2 separate regions of the Gossypium hirsutum genome follow, and region 2 is linked to region 1. A link is a contact called in public Hi-C data. All regions are on one chromosome and are shown on one strand. Each heading gives the region's core, a stretch centred on a gene start, on an enhancer-like site or on the middle of the called end of the contact. The rest is flanking DNA. Distances are from core to core; before and after follow the strand shown.

Region 1 (5,955 bases), core at 587-3,086:
AACAGTCCACTGAGTACTGAGCAGAGCATAGCAAGGATATCAATTTCTATAAAGAATTTCTGTAGTAATTCTTTATCAAACAATCTAGGGATATAAAAGATGGTGGGAGATCATAAAGACTTTTTTTCTATGTTTTTTTTTGTTATCATGAAAATGAAACTTCACTCCTATTTATAGGAGGTTTCATGTCTCTTCGTAGGGACATAACTACCCAAATGGATAGTCATATCTTTAGCAATAAACATAATTATCTACTTGATTAATTATGACTAGTTGTTAATAACTAAATGACATAACTTTTAGTTACTTATAACTTTTCATTTGCAACTACTGAAACACTATATATATATTGAAAATGTTTCAACATGGCTCCGCAACACAACAATGGAAGCTTTAATTGGAAAGGGTTGAAATCATTTGGTATAGGTGCTAGTCAGTTTGGGTGAGGCACCCTTCCGAGTGATTGCTTTCCCTCTTCTAGCGTTCACATCACTACTCCTTTTGCAACGACCACCATTTTACAAAAATGAGGGCCAATCGCGTCAAGTTTATGGTCGATGAAGGATGGGTGTTAGCTTGGTTGCGACAGTAAGAGGAAGAAGTAGGTGATGTATTTTTTTAAATTTCAAAAAATTTTTAAAATTTTTATTTGTTTTTAAGTTTTTTTTAAATATTTTTAAAATTATTGTTACTTTTTTTAAATATTAAAGATGATATTTCAACTGATAAAATTAATTATTGGCCCTTTGAATTAAGGTATCACTCATTCTTTTAAGACTTTTATATAAAAGATAGGTATCCAAAATATGCAAAATTTCCATTTAAAGTACCTAAGGTTTTATTCCATTATACATTTAAGTTTAAAGTTGATGGATAAAATAAAATCTGAGCCCAATAATATATTAATATGTGGCACAAAATAAAATAAATATTTTTATATTTGTATTTATTCTATTTCCCATTTTTTTTAGGAAATTTTTTTCTTCCTGCTCTTATTTCTCTCTCAAAACCCAACAATCTCATCCACAAAAATCAGATTGACCAAATGTTAGTTTAAATTTTGGGGCCACTAATGTTATTCATTCACCACAAAGTTGCAGACAATGGTGGAAAAAATAGAATATTCCCATGCATAGCTATCAACATAAAGAATTATTTTCTTTATTTTGCTAATTATTTCAAAATTAAAAGATCCCCAGTTATCCAATATGGACTTTAACATGGATGAGATTGTTTTTATCCTCTTATTATTATTTTAAAGTTTTTGCATTTAATATTAATTCTTGTGTTGGAGATCTTTCATGCGAGAGAAATGTTAACTCAAACTCAAATTCTCATTAAAATTTATTTTTGATATTAAAAATAATTCAATTCATTTTCTAATTTTAAAATTATAATTAAAAATCAAATATGCAATTAAACCACAACCTAGAAAAGTTAAGGGAGAAAAATATCAAATAATCAAAAAATAAATAAAACCTTTCATATTTTGTTCTCTGGGAAAATCTTTCAAAAAAATTAGCCTTAATAATAAATTTAATATTTATAATGAACACAAATTTAATAATTATATGTTTTTAATTTGTTTAATTATTTAGTATCAATTAAATATAAATGTATTTTTTTTTCTTTATTTCAAGTAGATGAATAAAAAAATGAATTTATTGTAATTTTCCTTAGTTCTTGAATAGGGATCTCAAGTTTAATAATTTGTTGGATTTTGGATGCTTCTATCAAGATTCTTCTGCTGCCCTGTTTCCTTCACGAAAGCGTCGACGTATTTTTTGAAAAGAAAAAAAGAAATCATCGACTTTACCAAACGCAGATTAAAGTAAATAATAAAATAATTAAGCACTAAGGCTAAAAGAATATGTTTTTGCGTCCTACTCTTAAGATATTTAAACTTCTTTGGCATCCTCAAAAATTTAAAAGATCAGAAAAGAAACTCTCCACCAACACAAACAAAAATGGCTGAAAAGAGGGAAAATGTGGTGATGTTCCCTTTCATGGCGCAAGGCCATATCATCCCTTTCTTGGCTTTAGCTCTTCTTATTGAAAAAACTAGGAACTATAAAATAACCTTTGTAAATACCCCTCTTAACATCAAGAAACTAAGATCATCCCTGCCTTCCGACTCTTGTGTTCAACTCCTTGAAATCCCTTTCAATAGCTCCGACCATGGTCTCCCTCCCAACACTGAGAACTGTGATGTTGTTCCTTACCACCTTGTTGTTCAGCTTCTCGAAGCTTCAGCTTCTCTGAGGCCTGTTTTTAAACAGCTTGTTGAAGATATCATACGACAAGAAGATGGTCAACGCCCACTTTGTATAATCGGGGACATCTTTTTTGGATGGATGGCGGGGGTTGCTGAGGAGCTTGGGGTGTTTCATGCAGTGTTTAGTGGGGCTGGTGGGTTCGGTTTGGCTTGCTATTACTCCATTTGGCTTAATCTTCCTCATAAGCAAGTAAAGAAGGATGGTGGTGATCATTTTTTGTTGCCAGATTTCCAAGAAGCTTCAAAAATAGAGTTGACCCAGTTGCCTTTAACTATGTCAGTGGCAGATGGGAGGGATTCTTGGTCGATTTTCCATCATAAATATTTACCGGAATGGACTAAATCTGGTGGGGTTTTGTTCAACACAGTGGAGGAGTTTGATGATATTGGATTGGTGTACTTTAAGCGAAAGCTAAGAAAGCCAGTCTGGGCAGTCGGGCCAATACTGTTGTCAAGCGAAAACAGAATACGTGCATCCATAGGAGGAGCTACACCTGAGTATTGCAAAGCATGGTTAGACTCAAAGCCTGAAAATTCAGTTTTATTTGTTTCTTTCGGATCAATGAACACTATCTCTCCATCACAGATGATGGAGTTAGCCAAAGCTTTGGAGTTAAGTGGGAGGCATTTTATTTGGGTTGTGAGGCCACCCATAGGCTTCGACATAAACTCAGAATTCAAAGCCAATGAATGGTTGCCTGAAGGGTTTGAAGAGAGAATGAGAGAGTCGGAAAAAGGGTTGCTAGTGAATAAATGGGCACCCCAGCAAGAGATATTATCCCATAAATCTACCTCTGTTTTTTTAAGCCACTGTGGATGGAATTCGGTGCTTGAATCTCTGAGTCATGGTGTACCATTACTTGGGTGGGCAATGGCTGCGGAGCAGTTTTTCAATGTGAAATTGCTGGTGGAACAAGTTGGGGTTTGCGTGGAAGTGGCGAGAGGGAAAACCTGTGAAGTAAAGCATGAAGAAGTGGCAGCCAAGATTAAGTTGTTGATGAGCGATAGCGAGAAAGGAAAGGAGATGAGAAGGAAAGCTTGTGAAGTGAGGGAGATGATCGAGAGTGCCAAGAAAGATGATGATGAGGGAGGTTTCAAGGGCTCTTCTGTGAAAGCCATGGATGAGTTCTTCCACGCAGCCGGGACGATGAGGTTTCAGACCCATACCCCAAACCAACTAAATGGTACGAGTCAACCTAGAGTTCAACGAGTAAAAAAGTAGGATCTTTTAGTTTTTAGATGACTTTTAGGTATTTGTCGGCTGAAAAATTAAATATGGATGGGCCCATAGTATTAGGTTACGTCCTATGAACGATTTAATCTTACTTTCTGTTCGTCACAAAAGTACTTTTACTCCAAATTATTTTGTTCCATTTCGGACCCACATGGAAATTTGTGCAGTTTGCCATCAAAAGTACTTCGTTAAAACGAATTTCCAATACAGACCTTGTAGAGTTCCTTGTAGGTTTGTATGGTGCATTTTCAATTTATGGCATGGTGGATATAGACTTTTCCAATACAAACCTACAAGGTACCACCATAGGATAAATTGAAAATATATAATATAAATCTAAATTTAATTTGTGATCAAAATAATTATTTATTAAAAAAATATATAATTTTTTGTTGCTAAAATAATATTTTTGAACGACAAGTCAATGAAATTTGTAACCAAATGAGAATTTTGAGAATTGTATTAAAATTATTTTTAAAAATGATACCCGTCACTTTTTTTCTTGAAACATAATGTGTTTAAGCTAGATTTGGAGCCAATGAAATCCAACCAAATATATGAAAATTATAGACACCAATAATATCAAAATCCAAGCTTGAAACATTGAGGGTAGTCAAAACTCTTTTATTAACTTTGATATGTTGACCTTTATTCACCAACCAAATTTATTGGTAATGACATGTTTTATTCTTTTATAGTTTTAAAATTTATTTATCAAACACAAATTTGATATATAATAGATAGGGGAGTGTTCTATCGAATCGAGTGAAAAAATTTTGAATTTACGAGTCCTATTTTATCATCTTTAACTCAATTTTAATTTTTTTCGAATCGAGTCAAGTCGAATCAAATTGAGTGAAATTATTCGCGTTAAATTAAAAAAATTAAACATGTCAAATAAAAATATTGTTATAGTATAATTAATTTCATGTTAGAGCACATAATTTGAAACCATATATGAAAAAAAATTTAACAAAAAAAGATACTTGAATATAATAAATTTAAATCATTAATTAGGTCCAAAATTATTATTTTAGAAAATTTTTAAAATTCTAACTTTTTTATATAGTTTTTAGATTTTATTTTATTTTTTAAATATATATAAATTTGAATTTTAAAAATAATTTTGTATTTTTGAAAATTATTTTGAATTTTTTTTTTGTAATTTTTGTTGAGAAAAGTTAATTTACTTATTTTCAAAGTTGACAAGAACCAAAAGAAATATTTACACCTCTCTATTATTTGAATTATTCGAATTGTGAAATTCAACTCGAATCGAGTTATTCGAGTTGACTTGAATAATTCGAATAACTCGATTCGGTTAACTCAATATTTTTTTTCAGTATTTTAAATCAAATAAAGTTTTGCGATATTGTCAATATATTAAATAAAAAGGAGAAATTAAGTAAATTATGAGCATGAATAACGACTGATGTATGAATGGCCGGAAAATAAAACATAAAAAATATATGGGCAAATTCCACCAAAAGTCCTTCAATTTTGTTTAAAAGTACATTTCGGTCTCTTAACTTTCAAAGTACTTTAACTTCGGTTAAGAGAATTATATGGCACGTTAATTCAAACGGTTAATAATTTTAAAAATTTTTGATAATTTTTAAAAATTTAAGATTAATTATAATTTTTTTTAAAACCTTTAAAAAATAAATAAACAATTATATAAATTATATAAAAACTTATTAAAAACTTTAAATATATTATAAAAATGTAAACAATTTCCAAAATAAAAACCCCCATCATCTACTTCTTCCTCCTGTCCTATTGTTGTCGCCTAGCTACCGTTTGATGATGGAACAACTTCTCCTTTCCGCTGATCTAAATCTGACATTGTTGAATCCACCATTTCTACATTAGAAAGGAAAATCAGCTCCTCTACTTCGTTGGCAATATGACCGCAACTTTGCTACTTCCCTTTCTTCTTAATGTTTTGCTTGGTAAAGTGAAAAGAAAATTAGAAGGATGGAAAATTGGAGACACGAAAAATTAGAAAGATGAAAAACAAAAATTTTCTTTCTATAATTGTGTTTGGTAAAAGAGATAAAATAAAAATAAAAATAAAATTTAATCGAGTTAAAAAATGGAAGTAAAGAAAATAAAACATTTGAAAATTTTATAATTATAAAATAACATACAATATAGAAAGATTGATTCCAATATAGAAAGATTGATTTTTATAATTACGATGAAAAATTATCATTCTCTTATTTTCTTTTCTCTCACTTTTTTTTAACTAACTATATTCAAAATTTATTTTCTTTTCACTTTTCCACTTTTCCACTCTCCCTATTGCCCTCCACTTTCTCACCCAACGGAAGCAAATGGTAATGCTCCACCATTGACATTTAGGATAGCACCCATTTATAGCCTTTGTTTTTCATAGAGGTCCGTTACTTTTTGCGAGTCAGAAAGCATTAATTTGTAGTTTAGA
Region 2 (5,634 bases), core at 2,298-4,797, 190 kb after region 1:
TTCTTTAATGGTGGATTTTAGAGCTACTCCAACCTTTTTTTTTATCTTCTTTATTCCCTTTCTTGAGTCTTATTTCATGAGTGAGCAAAGAACCGATTAGCTCATCTAATGAAAGAGTCTTTAAATTTTTGCTTCATTTCTGGCTGAAACTTTGGATTCCCAAGACATCGATAAGCTTCTAAGCATTTTCCACACTATTTCTTCGTCGGGATAGGTATTCCCATAGGATTTGAGCTCATTGATGATGATAGTGAATCTAAAAAACATAGTTTTGATGCCTTTCTTGAGCTTCTTCTTGAACATCTCATAATTGAGCGTAAGAATTCCCACCTTTGATTTCTTGACTTGGATTGTACCTTCATGAGTGACCTCCAATTTGTCCCAAATTTCCTTAGCATTAGAACATAAAGATACTCTACTATACTCATTCAGACCAAGGGCACAAAAGAAAGTATGCATAGCTTTGGCATTAAGTTGTATGCTTCTCCTATCTTCTTCATTCCATTTCTTCTTGCTTTTAGGAACTAAGATCTCTCCTTGTTGCTTGAGTGGTATGGATGGACCATCCATGATGATGTCCCATATGAAAATCATTGGCTTGTATGAACAACATCATCCTAGTCTTTCAATAGGAATAATTAACACTAATGAAGTAGAGAGGTTTAGAAATGGATTGAGACTCACTAAGAAAGATGGAGTCGGAAGTAAACGTCATCTTGTGTGGTTTGAATTGTCGAAAGTTCTCGAGGATCTTCTCTTGGTTGTTAGATTGTCTTTTAGAGGCTAACTCTAATACCAATTGTTAGCTCAAATGATCAAACCGAAATTTCCAAAAATGGAGTGAATTGGCTTTTTTTAAAAAAATTGTGAAAGCTAAAGAGAAAAGATAGAAAAGTGAACACAAGAATTTAGAGTGGTTCAGCTCCAATTGCCTACTCCACTGCCTTAGCTTTGCACAACTAAGGATTTTCCAAAATTCACTAATTTGATCAACCTTTGAGGATAATATTTAACCTTACAACTCCCTTAAGATTTCTATTCAAATCTTAATATACTAACCTTCTTACAGAGATGCAAAGTAGCAAACAAAGAAACAATCCTTACAAGATTTGAGTGTTTGCAAAATTAAGCTCAATTACAATGAAAAACACTTGAGAAAATGAATGAAAATAAAGCTTACAAGTGTATTAAAGAAAAGTATGGAAATATATGGCACATTGGTTGTTTTGATTGATCTTTAAGCTTGAGTATTCGTTTTAGTTGTTGTGGGACCTTTAGAACCTGGTATTTATACCCTCTAATTCATTTCCAACCGTTATAGTTGTTGAAAAATAAATAAAGTCATTGGGATGAAAAATACAAGATCATTAAATTCACCTGCAACAAAAAGTATCGATACTTTTTGTACGAGTATCGATACCAATAGCATTTAATGCATGATTCAATGAACATTAAAGTTATTTTTTTAATTTAAAGATATTTTTATTTGTTATATCAAAATAATATATCAAATAAAGCAGTTCAATAGATATGTCCTAAGAGTCACGACATTCTCCCTTCAGTATCGTGAAATTAAGCCTCTATCCACACAGTTGCAACAACACCCCTATTTGAAGTCGTGACCATCAGCCCACTACCTTTAGTGTCACAACTTGCTTTCGCTGTAGTCATGACACTAAACCCCACAATTATCGATGTTACAATGTTTCCCTTATTGAAGTCACGAAATTGAATTATTACCTTCATGGTTGTCAATCAACCTTTTTAAAGTCATGACATAAAGTTACTGCCTACAATGTCGCGACAACACCCTTCTGTCTTAATAGTTTTCACATTTTAGTTGCTCAATTGTTGTTGGGGTATCAAGAGAGCTTTCGTAAGCCTACTTATGACTTAGAATTGAATAATGATTTCTTTAGAAGTATTTAATTTCAACTATCTTGTATAAATTGTCTTATTTAATTTTGAAATAAAAGTGTAGTAGCTTCAAAATTGGAACGTGGTGTCTCATATCTCAAACTTGATGATCGGGTTTGGAGTGGGATGTTACATTTAGTAGTTTCAGATATTGAGTTTGGTCGGTTCTAGGACTAAACTAAGATTAATATCAAGTATGGAAGTATATGCCACAATAGTCTCTGATAGTAATGTATCATTGATTTAAATTTGCCAGAGAGGATGTTTATGCTCCTGATATTTTTGCTAGTACATTTTTTTGTTTGATTTACCTTTGCATGCATTAGTTGATATTATGCTCATGATATTAATGCATTAGTTGTACATGAATTAGTTGAACTCGGATTTCTTCTTCGTACAAGTTGGGATTTTGGCTCCTTATTTTCTTCGTCTTCATCTTCACCTTGACCGTCATGTTTATCTTCATCTCCTTCCTCCGTGGTTGAGTGGGGTGTCATCCTTGGTTGCCATTGTATGTCATCCGTTGTATGAACAGATGGTTGCAAAGATGAGCTACCTTGGTAAAACAATGATGCTGGGGGTGTTTGCGAAATTATCGGTGTATATGTATGATGCCGCATATATCGGTTGCAAATAATATGGTGGAATTGTCGGAGGTGATGGATACATCGGTGGCGGATGCATCGATGTTACCGTCGTCATTGACATGTAATATGCTATTTGTTGTAGTTTTTTTAAATTTAAATTAAAAAATAAAAAATAAAATATAAATATTAACAAAATGTTTTTCACTTTAATCAACCGTTGATCAACGTTGACCAACCATTGATCAACGTTGACCAACCATTGACTGGCATTGATTGACCGATGATCGACCACATGGGGCTACTAGAACACGCCACGTGTCCCTGCCTTTAATTTTTAAATATTATATATTATAGTGATTAAATATGTAAAAATCATATATAATATATATAAAGTTTTTAAAAAGCTCAAAAATGATTTTTTTACATTTTTAATCAATATAATATATAATATTAAACAAAAAAGACACGTGACATGTGCTGATAGCGCTACATAGCCGACCGATGCCGATCAATGGTTATTCAAAGCCAAAAGTTTTTTTTATATTTAAATATTTAGTATTATAATTTTATATTTTTAAATTAAATTTAATATTTTTATTTTAAATAAACTTAATTGTATGTGACATGACATTTTTTTTATTGACTAAAAAATGACACATAGTATTTTTTCATAAGTCAAACTTACTTATTGAAGGTTACAAAATAGACTAAAAATAAAATAATTTTATATTTTAAGTACTAAATTAAGAAAAAAAAAGTTAGAAATAGAGAGTGAATATTCCTTGAAGCACATTTTTTTTTTTTAAACATCTCCAAAGTACATGTCAACGCGTTTTTTTTTTTTTTTTGGAAATAAGCTACATCTTGGTCGCCACAGTTTCAAACATCTGCTACGTCATGAAGGTGAAAGGGTTTCCAGCTATTGGCCTAAGCTCTGCCGTATTATGAGGGAAAAGTTAATGTTGAATGACAATGATGGAAAATAGTAGGCTTTTGTAAATTGATTTTTGACCAACATCTTGATTGGTTTTCTCATACGTTCTTAGATGCTAGAAAGAAATTTCAAGGGTTGAATGATTCAACACGGAGAATTAGTAGTTATAAACTTTTCCAAGCTTGACTGCTTCTGTCATACAAGCTCAACACTTTTTTTATGGTACAATTAGAGACTATATGAGTGAATATCTTTTAAAAACTTATCACTTCTTTCCAAAGCTCGAACTTGAATAGATTATATGAGTGAATATCTTTCAATATCAGATCGGAGTTCCTTCCTAGAGCGGCTCAATCCTCTGTTTCATTACAAGTTAATCAATGGCTTCAGTTTTTCATCCCTTTTTTTCCGCTTACATATTGCTGCTCCTACCTCTTGTTGCTGCTCAAAGTAGTGCTAGTGACATCCGCCCTAGCACCTTCATCGAAGCGACTGATGATGCAAACCCATGGCTTTCTCCTTCCAATCATTTCGCCTTGGGATTTCACCAACTTGAAAATAAAGATCAATTCCTACTTGCTATATGGTATTATAAAATACCAAACCGTACCATTGTTTGGTATGCAAATGGAGATAAACCTGCTCCGAGAAGATCCAAGGTGGAGTTAACTGCTGATCGAGGACTAGTTCTCACCGATCCTAAGGGTCTACTGATATGGAGATCTGATTTTGCCACCGGTGAAGTTGCGTTTGCTACAATGAATGATACAGGCAATTTTGTAGTTTATAGTGATTCTGAATCACTGTGGGAGAGCTTCAACAACCCTACTAATACACTGTTACCCACTCAGGTAATCGACAGGGGTGGTTTGCTTTCGTCTCGGCATAAAGAGAACAACTTCTCAAAGGGTAGATTCCAGTTTCGTTTACTTCCAGATGGAAATGCTGTGCTCAATTCCATAAATTTGGAGTCCAACTTTGCTTACGTTGCATACTACATTAGCGGCACTTATGATCAACAAAATTCATCCAATTCTGGTTTTCAAGTGAGGCTTGATCAAGATGGATCCTTTTACGTACTGAGAGGAAACAATCAGACACATTCACTTAGCTTAGGAGATGAAGCTCCTTCTGCAGATTACTATTACAGAGCGACTCTAAATTTTGATGGCGTTTTGACCCTGTCTAGTTATCCCAAGAACTCCACGGGCAGCAGTCGAAACTGGAGTGTGGTTAAGACCATTCCAGATAATATTTGCACAACTAATTTTGCGGAATTGGGTAGTGGAACTTGTGGCTTCAATAGTATCTGCACACTTAAACCCGACAAAAGGCCAGAATGTAAATGCCCACCAGGTTATTCTTTATCCGATGCAAATGAAGAGTACGGCAACTGCCAAGCAGATTTCATGCAGGGTTGTGAAGCAGATGCACAAAATTCCTCACAAGATTTATACAAATTAGTGGAACTGCAAAATACAGATTGGCCGACTTCCGATTATGAGCGGATTAATCCTTGCAGTGTAAATGACTGTAAAGCTTACTGTTTGCAGGATTGTCTGTGTATTGTGGCTGTGTACAATGAGAATGGCTGTTGGAAGAAGTCACTGCCACTTCCATATGGGAGACAGGATACGCAAGTGACTTCCATCTCCTTTCTCAAAGTAACAAAAGATGAAATTGCCCATAAAACCCCTCCGACGATGCCAGACAAAAAGGGGAACCAGAATTCGCTGATAATTCTGATTTCAGTGCTCTTAGGTAGCTCTGTGTTTGTCAACTTCCTACTTGTTGGGATATTATGTATGGGATCATTTTTCTTGTACCAAAAAAAGATTTCAAGAAATCAGAGAAACAAAACTATCATACAAAGCAGCTTAAGGTATTTTAATTATGAGGAGATGGAAGAAGCTACAAATGGATTCAAGGAGGAGCTGGGAAGGGGATCATTCGGCATCGTTTATAAAGGGGTAATAGACGCAGATTCTCAATATCAGACTAAAGTTGCAGTTAAGAAGTTAGACAGGGTAGTTCAAGACACAGACAAGGAATTCAGAACTGAAGTGAGTGTGATTGCTCAAACACACCATAGGAATCTTGTCAAGTTGCTGGGATATTGTGATGAGAGTCAACATCGAATGCTGGTATACGAGTACTTAAGCAATGGGACCCTAGCAAGCTTTCTCTTTGGGGATA

The links. A called contact is a pair of places that touch in the nucleus more often than the background predicts.
Region 2: a Hi-C map of leaf shows a contact between it and region 1, with 2.8 times the contacts expected there. The contact joins the promoter of LOC107913893 here to the promoter of LOC107913868 in region 1. A contact is called at or near these places in 2 of 34 Hi-C or Micro-C datasets (both in leaf).

The regions. Positions count from the first base shown.
Region 1 is chrD08:13,431,409-13,437,363 of Gossypium_hirsutum_v2.1, forward strand. LOC107913868 (UDP-glycosyltransferase 92A1) reads left to right here and starts at 1,837. Exons shown (of 1, transcript XM_016842534.2): 1 at 1,837-3,716. The coding sequence starts at 1,968. The coding sequence ends at 3,497.
Region 2 is chrD08:13,619,669-13,625,302 of Gossypium_hirsutum_v2.1, forward strand. LOC107913893 (G-type lectin S-receptor-like serine/threonine-protein kinase RLK1) reads left to right here and starts at 3,548. Exons shown (of 1, transcript XM_016842563.2): 1 at 3,548-5,634. The coding sequence starts at 3,819. It overlaps LOC107907863, which reads right to left and starts at 570. Exons shown (of 1, transcript XM_016835178.1): 1 at 121-570. The coding sequence starts at 570. The coding sequence ends at 121.